Regions from separate parts of the Sus scrofa genome. Here regions 1 and 2 are each linked to region 3. A link is a contact called in public HiChIP or PLAC-seq data. All regions are on one chromosome and are shown on one strand. Each heading gives the region's core, a stretch centred on a gene start, on an enhancer-like site or on the middle of the called end of the contact. The rest is flanking DNA. Distances are from core to core; before and after follow the strand shown. Region 1 overlaps TTC33 (tetratricopeptide repeat protein 33). Region 2 overlaps PTGER4 (prostaglandin E2 receptor EP4 subtype). Region 3 has its middle 370 kb from the start of DAB2.

Evidence for each region. HiChIP or PLAC-seq counts read pairs in DNA pulled down with a chosen protein or histone mark.
Region 1: a contact with region 3 is called in an H3K27ac HiChIP or PLAC-seq map of alveolar macrophages. The contact joins two enhancer-like sites. A contact is called at or near these places in 2 of 5 promoter capture datasets (fetal liver and liver) and 1 of 2 datasets of contacts at active chromatin or transcription factors (alveolar macrophages).
Region 2: a contact with region 3 is called in an H3K27ac HiChIP or PLAC-seq map of alveolar macrophages. The contact joins two enhancer-like sites. A contact is called at or near these places in 2 of 5 promoter capture datasets (fetal skeletal muscle and liver) and 1 of 2 datasets of contacts at active chromatin or transcription factors (alveolar macrophages).

Annotation. Positions count from the first base shown.
Region 1 is chr16:25,731,027-25,733,822 of Sscrofa11.1, reverse strand. All of the region lies in intron 2 of TTC33 (tetratricopeptide repeat protein 33), which reads left to right. Among named protein-coding and RNA genes, the nearest start is that of TTC33, 9.5 kb to the left of the region's middle. Within about 2 kb of position 1,337, at least 6 of the 83 cell types and tissues checked have an H3K27ac peak or open chromatin away from gene starts, as enhancers often do. A contact at or near this core is called in alveolar macrophages, where this site is marked.
Region 2 is chr16:25,677,496-25,680,195 of Sscrofa11.1, reverse strand. All of the region lies in intron 2 of PTGER4 (prostaglandin E2 receptor EP4 subtype), which reads right to left. Among named protein-coding and RNA genes, the nearest start is that of PTGER4, 8.0 kb to the right of the region's middle. Within about 2 kb of position 1,270, at least 8 of the 83 cell types and tissues checked have an H3K27ac peak or open chromatin away from gene starts, as enhancers often do. A contact at or near this core is called in alveolar macrophages, where this site is marked.
Region 3 is chr16:25,146,142-25,148,976 of Sscrofa11.1, reverse strand. No RefSeq gene overlaps it. Among named protein-coding and RNA genes, the nearest start is that of DAB2, 370 kb to the right of the region's middle. Within about 2 kb of position 1,291, at least 1 of the 83 cell types and tissues checked has an H3K27ac peak or open chromatin away from gene starts, as enhancers often do. A contact at or near this core is called in alveolar macrophages, where this site is marked.

The sequences.
Region 1 (2,796 bases), core at 88-2,587, 580 kb before region 3:
AGCTGTAACTCTGCTTCGACCCCTAGCCTGAGAACGTTCATATGCTCTGGGTGCGGCCCTAGAAAGACAAAAAAAAGAAAAAAGAAAAAGAAACCAAATGTGAAATAATGCTTAAACTATAATAGCACCTCAAATTGAGAGTGCGAGATAGAAACTAAATCAGAGTCAACGACAGTAAGCAGCTTAACAGCCTCAAGTTAGACTACGAATTCTCATTTGTGATGTTTTAGGCACAAAGATTTTTCTCCTGCAGAACTTTGCAAAATTGGCCATTCTGTCTTAGTCAGAGGAAAACCAACTAAATTTTCCACATTTATGAAATCATTTTCAGAACATCCATAAAACATCTTTAGAAATTCCTGTAAGTGCCTGTTAAAAGTTCATTAACTTTGTTGTTTTTATCTGTTTTTCTAGACCACACTAGTGTGTAGAATGGAAAAGCTATTCACTTATTGCCATGGGATCCCCTTTGAATTTCCTGTGGTAGATGAGAGATAGCAACTTTGTGGATAAACAAAATAACTCTTGTTGTGTTTTTTTGTTATGTTTTTTTTTTTTTTTTTTTGGCCTGCATGTCAAAACATTGAGTCATTTCACTGAAGTCAGCTGGATTGAATGCTTTATTTTGAATGGACAACACTGTGAGATGATTAAGTTTTTTTTAGCTCTTTAGCATTTGTTTTGGAGAAATGTATGCACAGCTTTAGAAGATAACAGAATTAAAGGAATCTGGTAGAAACGAGTGGTTCAGCTATTCTAAGCCAAAAATAAATGGAAATAATAGTTTAAAAATATCTAAGAGAACATTAATTTTTGTGTGTGTGGTAATTTATTTTGTTTTTATTTTTCAGTAAAGTTAGTTATTTGCTGCATAGTCTTGTCTGAAATTAACTGAGAGAACAGTAAACTTGATTGTGAGGAATAGAAAATAAACAAGGAAGAATAGTGAAGTTAAATTAAAAATAAGGAGTTCCTGTCATGGCCTAGTGGAAATGAATCTGACTAGCATCCATGAGGACACAGGTTCGATCCCTGGCCTCACTCAGTGGGTTAAGGATCCCACCTTGTCGTGGCTGTGGTGTAGGCTGGCAGCTACAGCTCCGATTTGAACCTTAACCCGGGAACTTCCATATGCTGCAGGTGCAGCCCTAAAAAGACAAAAAATAAAAATAAATAAAAATAAAAAATAAAACTCAGTCCCTGTCTTCCAAATCAGCTTCATCTTAAACCATCCTCATTTTCACTGTTTTTAGCCACACTGGCCTGCCCTTTGAAGAGCTTTGAATACAGCCCTATTGGACAACTTTGTCTTGTGACTCTGTCTGAAAAGCTCTTACTTCCTGTTTTCTGGTGTCTATCATCTTGTCCTTCAGATCTCTGCTCACGTGTGCTCTTCTCAGTGAGCCCCTCCCTGCCTCCCCAGTTTGTGAAGTAGCACCGCTGCACACCCTCTTTCTCCATCACATTGGCCTTTTAAATTTTCTTTCAGTAGGTTTCCCTTTTTGAAATTATCTTATATGCCTGCTTGTTTGTCTCTCTTCTTCTTCTTCTTTTTTTTTTTTTTTTTTCTTTTTTGGCCACCCCACAGCATATGGAGTTCCTGTGCCAGGGATCAGATGTGAGCCACTGTGCTGGTCCAGGGATCGAACTTGGGTCCCAGTGCTCCAGAGATGCCCCAATCCTGTTGGGCCACAGTGGGAACTCCTCTCTCTCTTCTGTAGAAACGTCAGCTCCAGGAATGTAGGGACTTTGTCTGGACAAACTTTTGGACTCTATCTTAAGCTCTTAGAACAATTTGTGGCACCTACCAGGCCCTCAGTAAATACTTATTGAATATTTATAAGGCTGCCTTGTCGTGCTATATTATGGCTAAGTAAGTTTTTGTACATTAACTACTATATATTGCATTGTATCTATAGGAATATACATTTTCCACTCCAGATTAGAACATAGTATTCTGAGAACATATTTTATCTCTGATTCCCACCACACAGGGCCTTAGGGAACAGAATTTTCCCACCTTCCTCCTGCTTGAGAGTATGACACTTAGTCTCGTTCCTTTCCCTGTAAACCTATGATGGTGAGGATTAAGCAACAAAATATGGAACAGCTTTGAACTTGGAATGCGTGACGATCCTTAGAGAAGGTGGAAAAGTCGGGATGCCTCCAGAGGAATTGCTAGAGAAGGCAGGAGGGAGGAAGGTTGATGGATGGAAAGGAGGGAGCTCCTTCTACTTTCTGGGATACATTCTTTTGCCTTGTGATTTTCTTCTTTTTAGCCTCAAGATCTTCTCATTTAGTTTTATTTGGCCATCTAACAGCTTTGTTTGAGCACATTGAATACAGCATGTGAACCAAGTGCATTAATGTCATTCTTCCTCCAAAGGGGGCACAGTTCTTGAGCACCAGTCTCCTGCCATCCAGTTTCCTTCATGAGTAGCCATCTATAGTCTTAGAAAACTTGGTTTGCAGTGGAATGTTTTTTAAATTCTGAAGTTCTGCCTTGTATAGTGTTCATGATTCTTTCTAACCAAAGACTGGTTTACTTTTCTACCCAAGCCCTAAGTAATGTTGGTGTCTTATAGTAGAGTGAGTCTAGTGATTACAGGTCTGGATTTTGAAGTCATTTTCATTTTGTTCATATCCTAGCTTTATCATTTGTATTTGTATAAATTTTGGGCAACCTTTTAAGTGTCAGTTTCTAGTTTCCTTCAATGTAAAATGGTGGCGCTTACCTCATAGACTATTATGGGATTAAAGAGCAAGTCCATGTAAAGGAGTTTAGCATGCCACCTA
Region 2 (2,700 bases), core at 21-2,520, 530 kb before region 3:
AAAGAAGTCTAAAATGTTTAAATTTCATTAATCTGCAAAACTTCTACAAATCTTATTTCTAGGTGATGCTAGATCAGTGAGGTGTAACTGTATTTCTATTTCTTTCTACACTGGAATTTAGACCTTAACCAACTACAGGTCTATAATCCTTTATCAAGAAGTTGTTGTTGTTATTTATTTTATTTTGTTTTGTTTTTGGCTGTAGAACCTGAACTTACTAGACCATGAGGCTATTTCTAATTTTACTTATTCCACTTAGTGTGAATATTCCTGTATTTTGTTCTAGTTCTGATGGGGCTATTATATGTTATACAGTATATTACTAAATTACCTTTCTTTTTTTTCTTCTTTAAAATTATAGTTGATTTACAATGTTGTGCCAATTTCTACTGTACAGCAAGGTGACCCAGTCATACATATATACATATATATATAGATATCTATATGTATGTATGTATAATGTATATATAATGTATATATGTATAATATATACATATATAGATATCTATATGTATGTATAGATATCTATATATATATATACATGTGTATATTTGTGTGTATATATACATATATACGTGTATATGTGCGTGTATATATGTTCTCTTTTTCTCATTTTGTCTTCCATTGTGTTCTATCATAATTAATTTTCTAAAAGCCAAGATGTTCTGAATTTAAAACAATCTTGTCCTAAATGTTTTGGATTAGGAATTATAGTCCTGTAAATCTCACAGAATAAAATGGTTCAATGGCTCTAAGATGAAATTATTACCTTTATCTCTGGAAGACAGCTAAATTAAAAAAACTGAACTAAAGTGAACAGCAGTGTATGATGACTACTCTTGTAATACTTTTAGAAACTGCTTAGATAAATGATACTATCAAGACAAAGTATGACTGATTTTCCATCTTTACAAAAGCATCTTGGTTTCTTCCTACCATAATCTTTATTGGGAATCTCAGCTGTACCTGGGCACTGAGAGATTCCCTCAGGTTTACTGACCTTTTCTCAGATGAAGTGTTACTTAGACCTGGTTGTTTTGTTTAAGAATTATTTCCTGACAATGGAATTATTTGTAAAAAGTATGAGGTCTATGGAAAAAAAAGAAAAAAAAACAACAAAAAAGTATGAGGTCTATATTTTACTCACATCACTTAGTATGTTCCTAAAGATAAAAGAAATGATGGATTGAAATCTGTTAGCATCAAGTCTTAGAAAAAAACCTACAGCAGGATTTGTGTGATTTTGAGACTTACACCCTCTAGGTGGCAGTATTGCTCCACTTGGGAGTTCTTGCCTCCCTAAGAGGCATTTTGCCTAGCCACCTCCAAGACTCTCCGAACAGAATACTGGTTAAATCTAAACTTTGAATTTCTCAAATTTTTAACACTGAAATGTTTTATTGCTAGTTGCTTCTCCCACCACTTCCTCAGGGAAAACATGTTCCCACTGAAAGGAGGAAAAATTTTGAATAGCTGAAGTGGATATAGAAGGAATGAAATTTGTAGCTATTTAAAGGAATGTATTAGGAGTTACCATTTAATGTTTAAACTTCTATGACTTTTAAGAAAAGTCAGAGTGTTGTAGAAAAACTAATAATTGGACTTCATAATCAAAGGTGATGGGAAGCAAGGAAAAAAATCATTTCTGTGGCTCATTTCATGCACAGCAGTAATTAATTTTGACAAAGAAAGACTTATTTGGGGGTTCCATGAGAGGGGGGAGCTTCCCACTAATATAAGTTACTGAACCTGGTCATTAATGTCTTTTCAGGAAAGGGGAGCTCACAGGGTAGCAATGAAGATGAGTATGAAAAGCAACATTCCAAATTCAGGTAAAAACAATTCTCCAAAGAATGATCAAATCATTTTAGCTGGTCAAATCATTTGAAAAAAAAATCAAGACGAATGAGTTTTCCTTTGCAGCCTGTTCTCAAAGGAGACTGACTGACTTGAAGTAGAGAAAAAGAAGACAAACATAAACAAAGCTCCACACACTCTGTGGGTTTGAGGAAAAAAACTAGAAATCTCTATCTCACTTTAAAGACTACTTGATTTGATCTTCCCAAAGGGGGAAACCCCAGATTAAGATGGGATGATCCACAGCAATATTTCGGTGTCACGTGGTGAGGTAAAAGCACTTTTCTGGAATTCTTGTCCAACAGGCTCTGTATGTTACACAAATAAACATGCTCAGGCAGTTTTCAGTGTTGGAAGAGAGTGTGCTGTTGATAAAACCGAACCTCTGAGTTGGAGGTGGGTGGAGGAATACCTTAAAAGAATTCACTGAATACAAACAACTTACATAGTCTCTTGCAACTTTAAAAGTTAGTCCATTTTTTTAGCAGCTGCAGATTTGTGCAGGTGGCTTGTCATTAATATTGGCAAACGTGACACTATTTTAAACTTTTTGAGGATGATTAGAAATTAGCATTCAGGAGTATTGGAACATAACTTGGAGAAAATACGATAAATTCAAAAGAAGATGTGATGACAGGAAAGCTTATATAAGGGTGGCTCTGTGCTGTAAAGATAAATGCCCACGCTGTGTTCAAATCCTGAGTCGGCTCCTTATAGTTTATGTTCAAATTATGAAAGTGCTTAGTACAAATATAGTGGAACCCTGGCCACTGTGGAAGATGTCGATAATTTAAAAACCACAGCTTAGAGGTAGCTTTGGAGTATAGTTAATGACACGGTATC
Region 3 (2,835 bases), core at 42-2,541:
GGGAGCTGGGAGGGAGTGAGATGGACTGGGACTTTGGGGTAAATAGATGCAAGCTATTACATTTAGAATGGAAAAGCAACGAAGCAATGGGCTCCTAGTGTATAGCACAGGGAACTACATCCAATCTCATGGGACAGAGCATGGTGGAAGATAATATAGGAAAAATAATATATATGTATATATATGTATGACCAGGTCGCTTTGCTGTACAGCAAAAATCAGCACAATATTCTAAATCAATTGTACTTTAATTTAAAAAAAATTCTGGCTATTAACTAAAATAGACTCTTAAAAATGTCATTGCAACAATTGTTTGTTTTAAGCCAAGTCTCATATACTTCTGTTTTTCAAAAGAATTATGCCAATGTGTATATTCTTATGCAGTGTGTGTCAGAATATCTGTTCCCCATACCTTCTACATTGAATACTCCAATGAAAACAGACAAATCAGACAAAATAAAACTTTGCTAATTGAATAGGGGGAAAAATGAAACTCTAGCATCACATTGTTGCTTTATTTTTTCATTTATTTTTTTATCTATTCAAATACTCTGGGCTTTCAACATTGTATTTGTGTGTATGTGTGTGTGTGTGTAAATTGTTTATTTTCAATGTTGACCCAGTATTTCTAATCAATTATGTGTTTTGCATATGTCAACTATTTCTACCCTCACTATTTTTTAAAGCAAATACATTTCTCCCAGTACGTTGTTGAAAAGATTTGTGTTTCAATATGCTGATTTTATGGAATTCTGTTATGATTAAAATATTAATCAAAGCAATAAAATATAGGAGGCTTGAAGGATCCTTGGGTTATCAGGAGCATTATGCATTTGAAGTTATGTTATGGAGGATGGGAACTTTTTTTAAAAAAAGTGGAAGGATGCCAAGGATAATGATGGATGTGGATTGCCTAGAACATGGTAGGCACTTAATAGATATTTGTTCTCTGATTCCTTCCAAATCCTGTCCATCTGTCTCTTCTCCAATCAAGATATAGCGATGAATTTCTGTTCTTCACTGAGGACAAAGCATTTCACAGTTAGGTAAGAATTAGAAATCTTTCTGATTCCATGCTTTGAGGCCAAATGGTTGCCAGACTTAGATAAGCTTTAGTGGGTTTGTAGCAACCATAACAAAAGCCTATGGCTTTGCTTCTCTTCTGCATGGTGTTAAAACTTCCTGGCATAGTCTTATTTCTTCATGTAAAATATAAGCAAGAAGTAGAGCTACTGGCTTTTCAGGCTGGGCAATAGTTTAATCATGGTACTTCCTGAGTAGATTAGGCAAAGTGATGGTGTAACCAGGAGGGTTCTTGCTTAAGCACGTTGCTTTGTGGTTTCCTACATTGTACTATATCTGAAAGAGACAAAATGTTTGCCTCAAATGTTTATATTTCCTTATAAAACGGTTGCTCTTCTGAACTTGATGGAAAGCCTTGAGCAGCATGATGTATCCAGCCTTTTTGCTATTGATTATTTAGATTCATTCTTAGATATGAACTAGGATTCATCTCTGGTCCTTCTAAGATTTTTCTTTATGGTGGGTGATTGCAAAAAACAAACGAACAAACAAAAAACCCAAAACCTATTTATGTGAGCTAAAAGTGATTTTTCTGGTTTTTTGCTATCTTTGCAGCTGATTATGCACCACGAAATAGCTGTAAATGTCCATGAAGAGGGTGTAAATGTGCATTAAGTGGGTATATGCTAAGGGCTGTGGGGCTGAGGGTCTTGATTCCACCACCTACTAACTGTGACTTCAGGCAAGTTATTTTATCTCTTTAACCTATTCCTCATTCTTACAATAGGGACTGCAATTATGATGTTGTCTCCTCTAATGTCAAAGCTCTTGCATCCCGCAGCCGTGTTTTCTCAACCCTAGGCCTCTGCAAATCTTTCATTCTTTGAGTCTCAGGGTTCCCTAAACCAGGGCACTTGACATCTTCTAGATCTGCTTTTCTTGTGCGGTTTGGGGAAATAGAAATTTGCCACATCTTTAATTATCCAACCATCCCCCTCTTCATATGCTGTACTTAGGGTACCGTGCCACATCGCACAAGGCACATTATACGAAGCTATATGAGGATTACTTCCCCACAGTGTGGACCCAGTGTTTACCGGTGTCCCATCCCACTTGAGAACTCTCCACAATGTGCCCCTAGACCCCCACAGCTTCCAAAGAGGAAGAGCAAGGATGTGAATGTTTATCCTCCATGCTGTAACTCTTCATAATGTTCCTGAGTCTCTCACTGCCGTTCTTGCTTTTTCCTCCATTCCTTCTTTTCCATTTCCTCCCTTGGCTAGCAGAGTCTATCTCCCTCATATTGTAGCCTAGGATCTTTCTACCTGTGTATTCAAGTCAACAAGACCTGTGCCCTGATAGTTGATATAAAGAGAGAGAGAAACCTATTTTTTTGAGTCATACCAGGATTCCAAGCCCTTTCTTTTGCTTTAAATTTAAAATTTTCTCTTGGAAGAAAATCTGAATATTAGCTCTTTGTCTTTAAATTCCTGCTATCACAACATTTATCATCTGTAAAACAAATGTGTCTCTGTCTTATATTCAGAGGCTAGTAGAAAAAAATGGAAAAAGAAAAAAGCATATTAATGTTATTGAATAATTAGCTCCATTGCCCTTTGTTAACTTGAACTTCTATAATTATTAACTAAGGTATTGAATTTCAAATTGCAAAACAATTTTAAATGAAATGATAAAATTCCATTTGCCTTTAATTAGTTCACACTGGCTTTTTGACAAATTTACTGTTATTGTATTTTACTCAAAATGTATCTGTGTATCTGGATATAGTTACTCTTCTGGGAGTGAATAATC